2 separate regions of the Gossypium hirsutum genome follow, and region 2 is linked to region 1. The links are chromatin contacts, called in public Hi-C maps. All regions are on one chromosome and are shown on one strand. The core of a region is the stretch at or near the end of the contact, and the rest is flanking DNA. Distances in the headings are between cores, read along the strand shown. Region 1 holds the start of LOC107946716 (haloacid dehalogenase-like hydrolase domain-containing protein Sgpp). Region 2 holds the start of LOC107946706 (probable serine/threonine-protein kinase PBL19).

Evidence for each region. Hi-C and Micro-C count contacts between places; a contact is called where the count stands out from the background.
Region 2: a Hi-C map of leaf shows a contact between it and region 1, with 2.5 times the contacts expected there. The contact joins the promoter of LOC107946706 here to the promoter of LOC107946716 in region 1. A contact is called at or near these places in 4 of 34 Hi-C or Micro-C datasets (all in leaf).

Annotation. Positions count from the first base shown.
Region 1 is chrD12:56,893,443-56,898,922 of Gossypium_hirsutum_v2.1, reverse strand. It overlaps LOC107946716 (haloacid dehalogenase-like hydrolase domain-containing protein Sgpp), which reads right to left and starts at 2,341. Exons shown (of 5, transcript XM_016881150.2): 1 at 1,953-2,341; 2 at 1,492-1,606; 3 at 1,212-1,363; 4 at 857-1,118; 5 at 454-757. The coding sequence starts at 1,981. The coding sequence ends at 566. LOC107946718 (pentatricopeptide repeat-containing protein At1g32415, mitochondrial) reads right to left here. Exons shown (of 3, transcript XM_041107340.1): 3 at 5,452-5,480. LOC107946714 (dynamin-related protein 1E) reads left to right here. Exons shown (of 15, transcript XM_016881149.2): 15 at 1-392. The coding sequence ends at 113.
Region 2 is chrD12:57,063,561-57,069,040 of Gossypium_hirsutum_v2.1, reverse strand. LOC107946706 (probable serine/threonine-protein kinase PBL19) reads left to right here and starts at 2,426. Exons shown (of 4, transcript XM_016881141.2): 1 at 2,426-3,222; 2 at 3,640-3,897; 3 at 3,972-4,094; 4 at 4,302-4,960. The coding sequence starts at 2,863. The coding sequence ends at 4,721.

The DNA.
Region 1 (5,480 bases), core at 1,092-3,591:
AGTTACTGGATGAAGATCCTGCATTGATGGAAAGGAGGCAACAATGTGTCAAGAGGCTTGAGTTATACAAATCTGCGAGGGATGAGATTGATTCAGTCTTGTGGGCCAGATGAAACCCACCCGACTGCCTGCTAAGAAACCGTTTGCATCACAGCTAAAAAACAAGGGAGATTCTGGAGAAGGTTTAAGTTCTTGAATTTTCAGCTTTCATTTGTTGCATTTTCTTGTGCAGCTTCTGTTTCACCCAGCCAAACCTAAACATTTCTAAAAGATTGGTCTATGCTTGGTTACTGTTTTCTTAAACCAGAGTCATCGTTCTAAATCCTTTTGTAGAAATGTTAAGTAAATAGTATCTCCATAGTGAATCTGAAATTTTAGTCCTTTTCCTGAAAGTACGGTGTTAAAGAATGAACGAGTAAAAATACACACTATTGCAGTAATGATATGAACATAGGCAACGGAAGTAATCGATGTATATAGTTCATCAAATCTAATTTGGGTACATGTGGGGCAAAATTATTAACCAAATAAAGTTCTTGCTCCTAAATTGCTTCCGAATTCAAGCTCAAGCTGCTGTTTTCAAAGAATCTCCTTTCTTATCAAGCTCCTCTAAGGCCGACCATAACTTCGGATCCTCATAATCCTTTACAAGCATAGTAGGATTGGCTTCCATAAGTACATTTTCAGGATTTCTGGTTGTCAACCCCACAACAGGCATTCCAGCTGCAACTCCTGCTCTTATCCCTGATGCAGAGTCCTGGACGATGAAAAAAACAGAGCAAGTTTTCAAATTCTGAGTTCGTATTTGCTAGTTTTTTTTTATACTGAAAACATAGTTGGGAAACTGAACGCATACCTCACATATAAATGTGTGATCCTTTGACACCTTGAGTAGTTCAAGTGCCTTCAAGTAAGGGTCTGGGTATGGTTTGGCATGCTCGCACTCGCTTCCTACAATAACAACATCAAAGAAATCCTTGAGCCCAAGTTTTGAGATCATGAGTTCAGCATTAGGTCTTGGAGCATTAGTAACAGCAGCTTTCTTCAACCCATGATCTTCAATCCATTTCGTTAGTTTATATAATCCGTTTATAGGTGGCAACTTGTCTGAGGCCAACCTGTTCATCCACACAAAGTATTAACACAACTAATGCTACGTGGCAAACTGGAAAACTTGAATACAGTCGCAGAAGAAGCAAATGCATTTTTACCTCCGAAACATGGCTTCCTTATCTTCACAGAACTTTTCGCCCATCGGTAAATCATCAGGGAAGAGAGTAGCAGCAATATCATCATTGTGCCTCCCAGCAATGTTTTTGATAAAGAATTCTTCATCAATTGGAACTCCATTGTTGAAACCAATCTGTTATAACACAATAGGAATTACTAAAAGTAACCCAAACAATTCTCAGGTTTGTAAAAGTCCAATTCAGGCAGAGAGCATGCTTGAAATTGTTTAGAAAACTATGCTTTACAGAAAAAAACAAACACCTCTAGGAGCATTTCTTGAAAGGCTTGGTGGTGGATAGGATCCGAGTCACATAAAGTTCCATCAACATCAAATAATACTGCTTCCAAAGGAGCAAGATCAGGAATAGATTTATTGCTGCATTTCAAAAAAGTAACAAAATTAAGACAACCGTATTGAAAATCCATGCATATGTAAACAATCACAAACACATTAAAAAAATTAAAATATATATAGAGAGAAAAGAGATCTTGACCTCAGGGTAGTAAAACGTACGATTTAAAATGACCAGAGTAGTAGAACATACAATCAAATAAAAACAAAGATCATTTTCGGCCTAATAAAAAGAACAACAAGAACCCAGATTGCTACGTTGGATCAATGTTAAAACGAAAAACTGAAAACAACCCATCTCAAGTCCAATATATATATCGAATGAAAGCACACAAACAAGAGAAGAAAGAAGGAAACAGAATTTGCTTACCTCTGAAGAGAATTTTCACCAGCCGTCATTGTTATAGTTGGGGGGGGGGAATCAGGTTTTTGGAAGAGATGGGCTTAGAATTGGAGATCGAAGTGAAGGTGGTGATGAATATATAAAGACGAAAATTTGAGAGAGGGAATGTACCAAGGAATCGAGAAATGGGCAAGGGGAATAAAATAAGGAGTGGGAAGGTGTTTTCGGTATTTGGAAAGAGCACCAGGTTCAGGTTCAGGTTCGGGTTCGGGTTCGGGTTCTTCACTTTTAGTTAGAATAGATGGAAAAGTCACATTTGAATGAGCAACTCGGCACCACCTATTAGTTTTGAACTTTCCTGGAAATTTGGGATCCTCAAAAACAAACCAACCAGCTCGCCACTTAGCTGAGGGCTGCCTACCACACACATGAATATGTATTTGCCATGTGCCACACATCAATATTATATGTATATTTATTATTATTTACTTATAAGTATTACTTTTTGTTTCACTTTTTAACACGTTTCTGCTTATTCTACTCTTTTTAGCCTCCATTAAAAAATTATTTTATATTTCATGAACATATAATTTTGTTTAATAAAAATAATAGGAGATAAATCTTAAAATTACATATGAACATTTGTTTAATGTATAATTTTATACATTAAATTTTGATTTATCCAATTTTCATAAGATTTTAAAATAAATATCAATAAAATATTATTTTATGTTTATATATTATATACATAAATAATGATATTTATTTAATATAAAAAATAAATTGATGTATGCAGTTGAATCAAATTTGAATCACAATTAAAATTTTATTTATATAGTTATAGATTAAATTAAGGTTCATATATAAATTTGAGATTTGTTGTTAATTAAAAAAAATTTTAGAATTAATATATTCTATGAATAAGAAATGATTGAATACTACTACTTGTGATGAAGTAAGATGGAAAAGTAAGAGGAATCACAAATGGTTACGTCCTCTCACATTTTATTCTATTAAGAAACCAACAAAAATGTAAGAAGAAAAGGGTTGAAGGTGAATTAAGTCAGTATGGCAAAATTTTAAATAGTTCCTTTTTATAAATTTGACAACGTGAGGCTTAAAAGTCCATTGGTTTGGGCTTTAGCCAACATTAAGACCGGGCCCTGCACAGTTGAATTGATTTTTTGTTTTGTACGGATTGGATTTGGATGGGCTGTTCTTCATTTCTCATATAATTCGAAGGGAAAAGAAAACATATATATATAAAAAAATTGAATTTATCTTCTCTTTTTTCCTGAAAATCCCTTGTAATTGACCTTAAATAATGCTTGTTTGCTAAGTTGAATTTTAACAAATTTTGACTATTTTCGTCTGACAGCCGTTGGTCTTAGAACTTGGGTTGATATTGTGGGGAAAACATTTTGTTCTAATGTTTGGTTTCCTAGAAAATGCACATTAGATCATTTTGGGAACTTACATACAAAACCACAAACTAGCAATTAAACACATTGGCAATTTAAAGGATGAGAAATGTAAGTTTTAGATTAAATGAGAGAAAAGGACAAAAGAATTGTGGGGGTTATGTTTAGCTTAGATTAATTGTTGGGGTGTAGGACTAATTCAAGCAATGGAAGCTCTTTTCTTCTGTTATAAAGTTTACATTTCCTGCCTTTTGGTGCTTAGCCCGGTACAGAATTAAGGTGCTCAACCATTTTCTTTGTTCTTTATAATTGAGTCTGTGATTTTTTAACCTTTGTCTGTACAAGACTTTTGTACATTTTCCGTATAAAATAAATTTAACTTTCGATAAAATAAAATACAAGTACAATTACTTTAGTTTTTCCTCTACTAAACTTTTTTTGTCTTTTAGTTATATCATTGTATTCTTTTATAAATATACAAATAATTAACGTGGAAGAATCAAAGAAATAACATACCTCAACATCATGCATGCATGTCTGTATACATCTATATATTTGTGCAGTGAACTATTTGCAGAAGGTTTTAACTCTATTCTTTTCACCGCTGAAATCTGTTTCCTTCCAAATCCAAATAAATTAATAGAAAAAGAAAGAAGAGAAAAGTATATTAATTAAAGACCGGTATTCGGCAGCATCACATCATACTCTACTTTCGAAACTGCAAATGGGAGATAATATATTCTATTTACTTTTCATGCTACTATTATTTACACACAACACATAAAATAAACAAGGCTTGGGATCATTAAAAAACTTTCCACCAAATTAATGCTTATAATATACTTTATGGTAAATAATGTAATGTTGGACTGATTTGAGCATAACATAGCGTATTGCAGTGTCGTTTTACAAACATTAATCATAAAGTACATTTAGGATATGATTAAAGAAACCCTTACATAAGATTGTTGGACTGACCTATAAGGTTTTAGCTTTCAATTGAATGATGTATGACAGGCAACTGCAATACATATTACAACTTGCTGATTTATACCAAGGATTTTTTTATTTTAACAAAATGGATTACATGTCACAGCTGATGTGGGTGGGGGGTTCAATGGATATCTTCACGTTGGGTCTATGTTGGCGTGCTGTGTCAGCATCATTTCTTCCTCCCTTCTCTCATCACACTTTCAATTTCCAGCTTGGCCTACATTCCTTCCTATGAAAACAAGTTATATATTATAACATACCTTTTATTTTCAGTCCAGCTACCAATCCAAACCTTAACCTCTATTTAACTAGTTAGTGTAATCATCCTTAAATCGAATCCAAATATTTACAATCTCTTGCAAGATTAAGGTTTGATAAAGGATTTACAATAATATAAAATCATGAATAAACTTTAGTGGTGTGTTTTCCAAGCATATTATATACATATATGCTATAGTTCTTTTTGTATTATATAAACAATATATTATTTCTTTTACATTCTTTTTAAGACAACCCTTCATAGTTTTAGCAACACGCTGGGAGACAAAACGTAGAGAGATGGGGGTGTTTGCTTTACATCTTCCACCCTCCTTCAAGAAATCACAAACCATGTGGTCATTATCCAATTAGAACCCCATGAAATAAAATAATGGCTAAAATAGCTACGGTTCTTAAACTATGGAAAAGCACCAAACTCTCCTCCATCCTATATTCTCATTCAAAGTAATTGAAGTCATCTTTTCAACTTTCAGCCCCCTCTCTCTTGTTAGGTAAGTAAAGGTCAATAAGATAAATAACCTGCTGTCATGGTCAAATAAGCTTTGCATGTACAAATTAGAAAATGTTTAGAGAATCAAACAAAATGTGCAGATTGGTTTTATATATACTATTTCCTTTGATGTGAATGAGAATATTAGGGTATCATTTGACGATTACAAGCTAAACAAAATATTCATTACAAATGATGGTTCGGGAGAACTTTAATTAATATGATATATGTTTATGACTATGTACATGTACATGTACATGTGTATACTAGTATCTTTCCCACCATAATAAAGTCTACCTGTATGACACTATTGTCTAAATGCTTGTAAGAAATTTCATCCAGGGAAGGAAAAGTTCTTTAGAATTTGAAAAG
Region 2 (5,480 bases), core at 1,177-3,676, 170 kb before region 1:
CCATTAACTCACCTTTTTTAGAACAATGTGTGGAAATAATAAATCATACATCAGTACATATATGATAATATGTTTATCGTGTATGATTTTATAAATGATATAATTTAATAAATTTGATAATTACCCAAAATTTAAATTCCATAATTGAAAAACTTGAGGAAAAAATTATCAAAATAAAATAAAAGAATCAAAATCACAACTTATACACAATATAAAGACTAATAGTAGAATTTGGCCGTACTTAAAAATCACTGAACTTTGTCAACAAACTAATTATTATTTGTTAAATGTTCTGCTTCATTCAGTTGATGTGTGGTTTGGCTCGGTTTGACATTGTTCTTGTGTTGCGGACATCAAAGCAATAGAACAAACAAAAGATACATCTCTCTGATGGGCCTAATGAAGGCTTTGGGGAAGAAACTGTCTTGCGAGCTTCGTGTAGGTAAGTATATATACTTATATGATTTTAGCTGATTGAGTTATGCTCAAGTTCAAGTCAAATTTTCGTGTAAAAATACCGACACTTATAGCCACATAGGTACACTTCCTTCCTCACTAATCGGTGTTCTCTTCTGGCATCAACAATACATTGATGAACTAACTTGCTTGCAACTAATCTTGTATCTTTTAGTTAAATTTTTACTTTTAGGTGTGGACATAACAATTCTTTTGTGATTTTAAAAAACTTTGTGAATTAACTCGAGTTACAGGCGTAGTTTTTGATTGTGTTAACCGTACCTTTTGGCGTAATAAATTATTCCTTATTTAGGGATCAAATTAATTATTAAGCAGTCAAAATCGTAACAGGTATTCCAAAAATTATTCTGGTAATAGGATTATCTCTGGTAGAATTACTCTGTGGAAGTACTAGTGTGGCACAATCCGTTTTGACCCATTTTTATAATTTATGCACTTTTGTATTATCCATTTTTACTGATATATTTATGTTAAAATATTTCCTAATATTATGTAAGTACGACATTTCTCGTTAAATATAAAACATAACTATATTGTAACTAATAATTTATTTGTTGGGGAGGAACAACCTAAACCCATACAGTTTAGAGTTATTATCTTATGGTAGGTTTAGAAATTAGTTGAAGATGATAGTAAGAATATGAAAATGAGTATTCAAACAACATGAATTCCTGTTTATATGAAAATGACAGTAGTCCACCCACCATAATTTAAATGAAAATACCACAATGACACAATCCATAGGTCAAATCACATATATGATAACTATAAACCAGCATCCATAATCATTTGCCGATATCTTTGCTTTGCTGACATTCTTCTTTGTCATCATGATCAAAATATTACGCTAGAATCCACCACAAATTTAACAGTTTAATGAACATGAAAAAGAAATAAGGTCAATGGTTGAAGACAGTCCCATAAAAAAGTAGAAAATTGTTTTAGTAGCAGCCTCTAAATGTGAAAGTAATAAGAAAATGTGGAGGAAATTAATAAAGAACTAAGGAAGTGAAATCTTCATGTTGACACAGTTGTGTCAGCCGTGTTGAAATGAATGAAAAAGGTACGCGGCATATTGTTGAAAATTATAATCATATCCTACTTTCCTAAGCAGAAAATAAATGGAAACTTGGATGAAAGTTAGTGTTGTTTTCTTCGGTTTTCGGACACTGTTCCATTCAAACAACAACAACAATGTAAACGAGACGAAGATGGTCCACTTGTTTTTAATTGTTACTGAATGCTAATTAATAATTCCATACAACATTTACTAAGAAACCAAACAAAACGCGGTATAGAGTAGGATTATTTTATTACTAGCGCCAACTTCTTCCCTTCAGAAATGTCAAAACAGTAGTGCTTTAGGGACGCTTTAATAATGCTTAAAAAAATATTTCGAGTTTCAACAATATTTTTTAAAAGAAAAGTTGTGTTAAATAAATTACTTTTCGTTAAAATTTTTTATTTGTCAGAAATATATTTCAAAAGCATATCTAAAAAGTAGAAGTTAAAACTTTTAGTTTTTCATCTCTCAAAAATATTTTTAGTTGTTAATTATTTTTTCAACTCTCTAATAACAGAGTACTTTCCCTTTTTTGGTGTTTAATTACAAATGTGTTAAAATCATTAATTAAAAATAAAAAAATATTTTTTAAAATATTAATTACAAATATTTAAAATATAATTTATATATTCTAATTAATTTTATAAATAATTAATATTTATTACTTAAAAATATTTAAAATTTATATTTCATATATTAAAATATTAACAACAAATTATAATAATTTTTTTATAATCTTACTAAAATATAATAATATTAACTAATTTCAATACTAATCTTTTCAAAACAACTGTACATTTCTACAACATTTTAAAAAAATATTGCCAGTATATTTTTCCTTGAGTGGGCCTTCTTATATTTCTTGATCCCATCTTCTCTCATGTCATTCATGTCCCATCCTTTTCATTGCCTTAATTTCATCTTTTATTCACGCCACTTATTTCATATATTTTTCTCATCTATCCTCACGGTAAAGGAGGATTCAGGTGTATATTTGTCCGGACGGGGTTTATTTTTACTGTTTCTTGTCTGGGTTTCACTTTTCATTGATTGTTTCTACCCTTTGTTGTATTAAAATTCCATCTCTTTATCTTCATTTGTTATATATTTTGCTTTTTCTTCTCCATTTTCCACTCCTAGGCACCAAGACTTTTCTGGGTCCATTTTCTTTCTCTGATTTCTTCCTACTTTTACTCGTTCCTCGTTCAAAATTCAGTTTTTCTCCTTGGGTTCATAAGTCAAATGTGAAGTAAAGGTTGCAACTTGATAGAACAAATTTGAGGGTAACAGGAAAATTTTTTGATTTTGATAAAAACTTAGACATGAAGTGTTTTTCTATCTTCATCAAGGACAAATCAAAGAAGAAGAAAAGAGAATCAAGAACTGCTCCTGAACTGAGAAACCAAAGTAAATCGGATAATTCAGCCCTGAGTCAGACTCGGACATCATCAAGGTCTTTGCCATCTCCAAGGAGCATACCAGAGCTGTACAAAGAAAAAGAGCATAATTTGAGAGTTTTCTCTTTACAAGAGTTGAGGGATGCCACACATGGTTTCAACAAGTTGTTAAAGATCGGTGAGGGTGGTTTTGGGGGTGTTTATAAGGGAAGTATTACTCCTCCAAATGGTCGAGGTGACCCTATAGTTGTTGCTATCAAGAAGCTCAACACCCAGGGTTTACAGGTACTTGCTGCAAAACCATTTTCTTCCTTTAAATTTGTCTGAAAATTCAGCACTGTAATAGTGATCTGAAAATTGAACGTGGATAATGACAATAAATCGTAAAAAAGAGAGAAAATAGAACACATAATTTTAATAGGAAATTGGCTCACACAACTCTTGACTTACACCTCTAAATCTAGTGAATAAGTACTGTTCATGTGCTGTAAGGCTGATTGCAACAATGATTGGACCATGATACTAATAATAATCTTGTAATGATCCAAAATATTTTGATCTCAGACAAAGATACCGTCAGCCATTCTTACTTTGGACCATGAGATGTTTCTCTGTCTGTTTGTCTGTCTAGTAGCTTCCAATATCACTTTATTTTGAGAATCGTTTCTATTTCTTATGGTATTTTGGAGTAACCACATGTAGGGTCATAAGGAATGGCTTGCGGAGGTTCACTTTCTCGGAGTCGTTAACCATCCAAACTTGGTAAAACTTTTAGGATATTGTTCGATAGACGGAGAAAGAGGGATTCATAGGTTGCTGGTGTACGAATACATGCCTAACCGGAGCTTAGAAGAACATCTTTTTAAGAGGACACCAACTTTACCTTGGAAAACAAGGTTAGAGATTATGCTTGGTGCAGCACAAGGCTTGGCTTATCTACATGAGGGATTGGAAGTCAAGGTACATTCCTCTTTTATTCATATCACTTCATTAACGATGGTTATCTCTGATCTGCCTTGTGGCTATTTGTACAGGTGATATATCGAGATTTCAAGTCCTCAAATGTGCTCTTGGACGAAAGTTTTAAGCCAAAGCTCTCAGACTTTGGGCTTGCAAGGGAAGGGCCAACGGGTGATCGTACTCACGTATCCACTGCGGTAAGTAGATACTGAATTCGGACTTAATTCAATGTCTGCGAAGCATCTTCATTGTATCCTTCTTGGTTGGCTCCACTGTTCCGCTTTTCACTGACTGTCAATATCTTTTTAAGTGGTGCATTAGTAGCACTAACATAGCTCTTTAGCGCATTAGGCACTCATTATCACTAGGATACTAAATAAATGGTTTGTTTTCTTTTGTTAAAGGTGGTCGGAACATACGGATATGCTGCCCCAGAATATGTGAAAACAGGCCATCTCACAATTCAAAGTGATATATGGACTTTTGGGGTGGTACTTTATGAGATCCTCACAGGGAGGCGAGCAGTGGAAAGGAACCGGCCAGCATTGGAGCAGAAGCTGTTAGATTGGGTGAAAGAGTTCCCTCCTGATAGTAAAAAGTTCAGGTTGCTAATGGACCCTCGACTTGGTAACAGTTACTCTTTTAGTGCAGCGCAAAAGGTAGGAAAGTTGGCTAATAGCTGCCTAAACAAAAATGCCAAGGAAAGACCAACAATGAGCGAAGTGGTAGAGAGCTTGAAGCAAGCAATACAAGAACCAGGAGGAAGCTCTTCAGCCAACAAGGCTCCTCCTCTTACACCCTCATCGAGAAACGGGGGGAAATAAACATACTTCTGATCTGATGTTTTAGCAGATAACCAATTAAGAAAGCATATATTAGCGACTAAGATGTCTTTTGCTTTTGTTTCACTGGTTTGAACTATGAATCCGTGGATATTTCACTGTGAATGAGAACCCTTTTCTTCATTGAGGTATTGACCATTTGAAGAAATTTTTTAGCATAATGTATGCTTGTAAATTATATCAACCATTATAAGTTGTTATGCATTAAATTGATATTTAAATTTCTTTGTTGATCAAAAAGGCATTGTTTGCTGATATCTTTTTTGTTGGTTGGATTCTCCGTTGGTAAGAAAAAAAAAAAAGGCTTTTATCCAACATTTCGGGCGGCGGCCACTACGGTATTAATTTAGAAAATTATTTTAGGAAATGATCATTGCTCATTTTATTATGGTCAGTCAATTAAAGTTAAAATTGTTTTTTAATATTTAAATATTTAATATTATAATTTTTCTGTTTTTTAAAATTTAAATTTAATGTTTTTATTTTAATAATTTAATTGTTAAGTGATATTTTTTTATTGGCCAAATCATGCCACATGAGGCTTTGTCATTGGCCAAAAATTGGCTTACGGGCTTTTGTTAACAATGGTTACAAAATAGATCAAAAATAGAGAAAATTGATATTTATGGTATCAAATTGAGATAAAAAAAATTAAATACCAAAGTGAAAAAGTGAGTATATTTTAAGGGCAAATCGTGAATTAAGCCAAGAGAAAAAAAAAACATGTTCCGAACAGTCGCG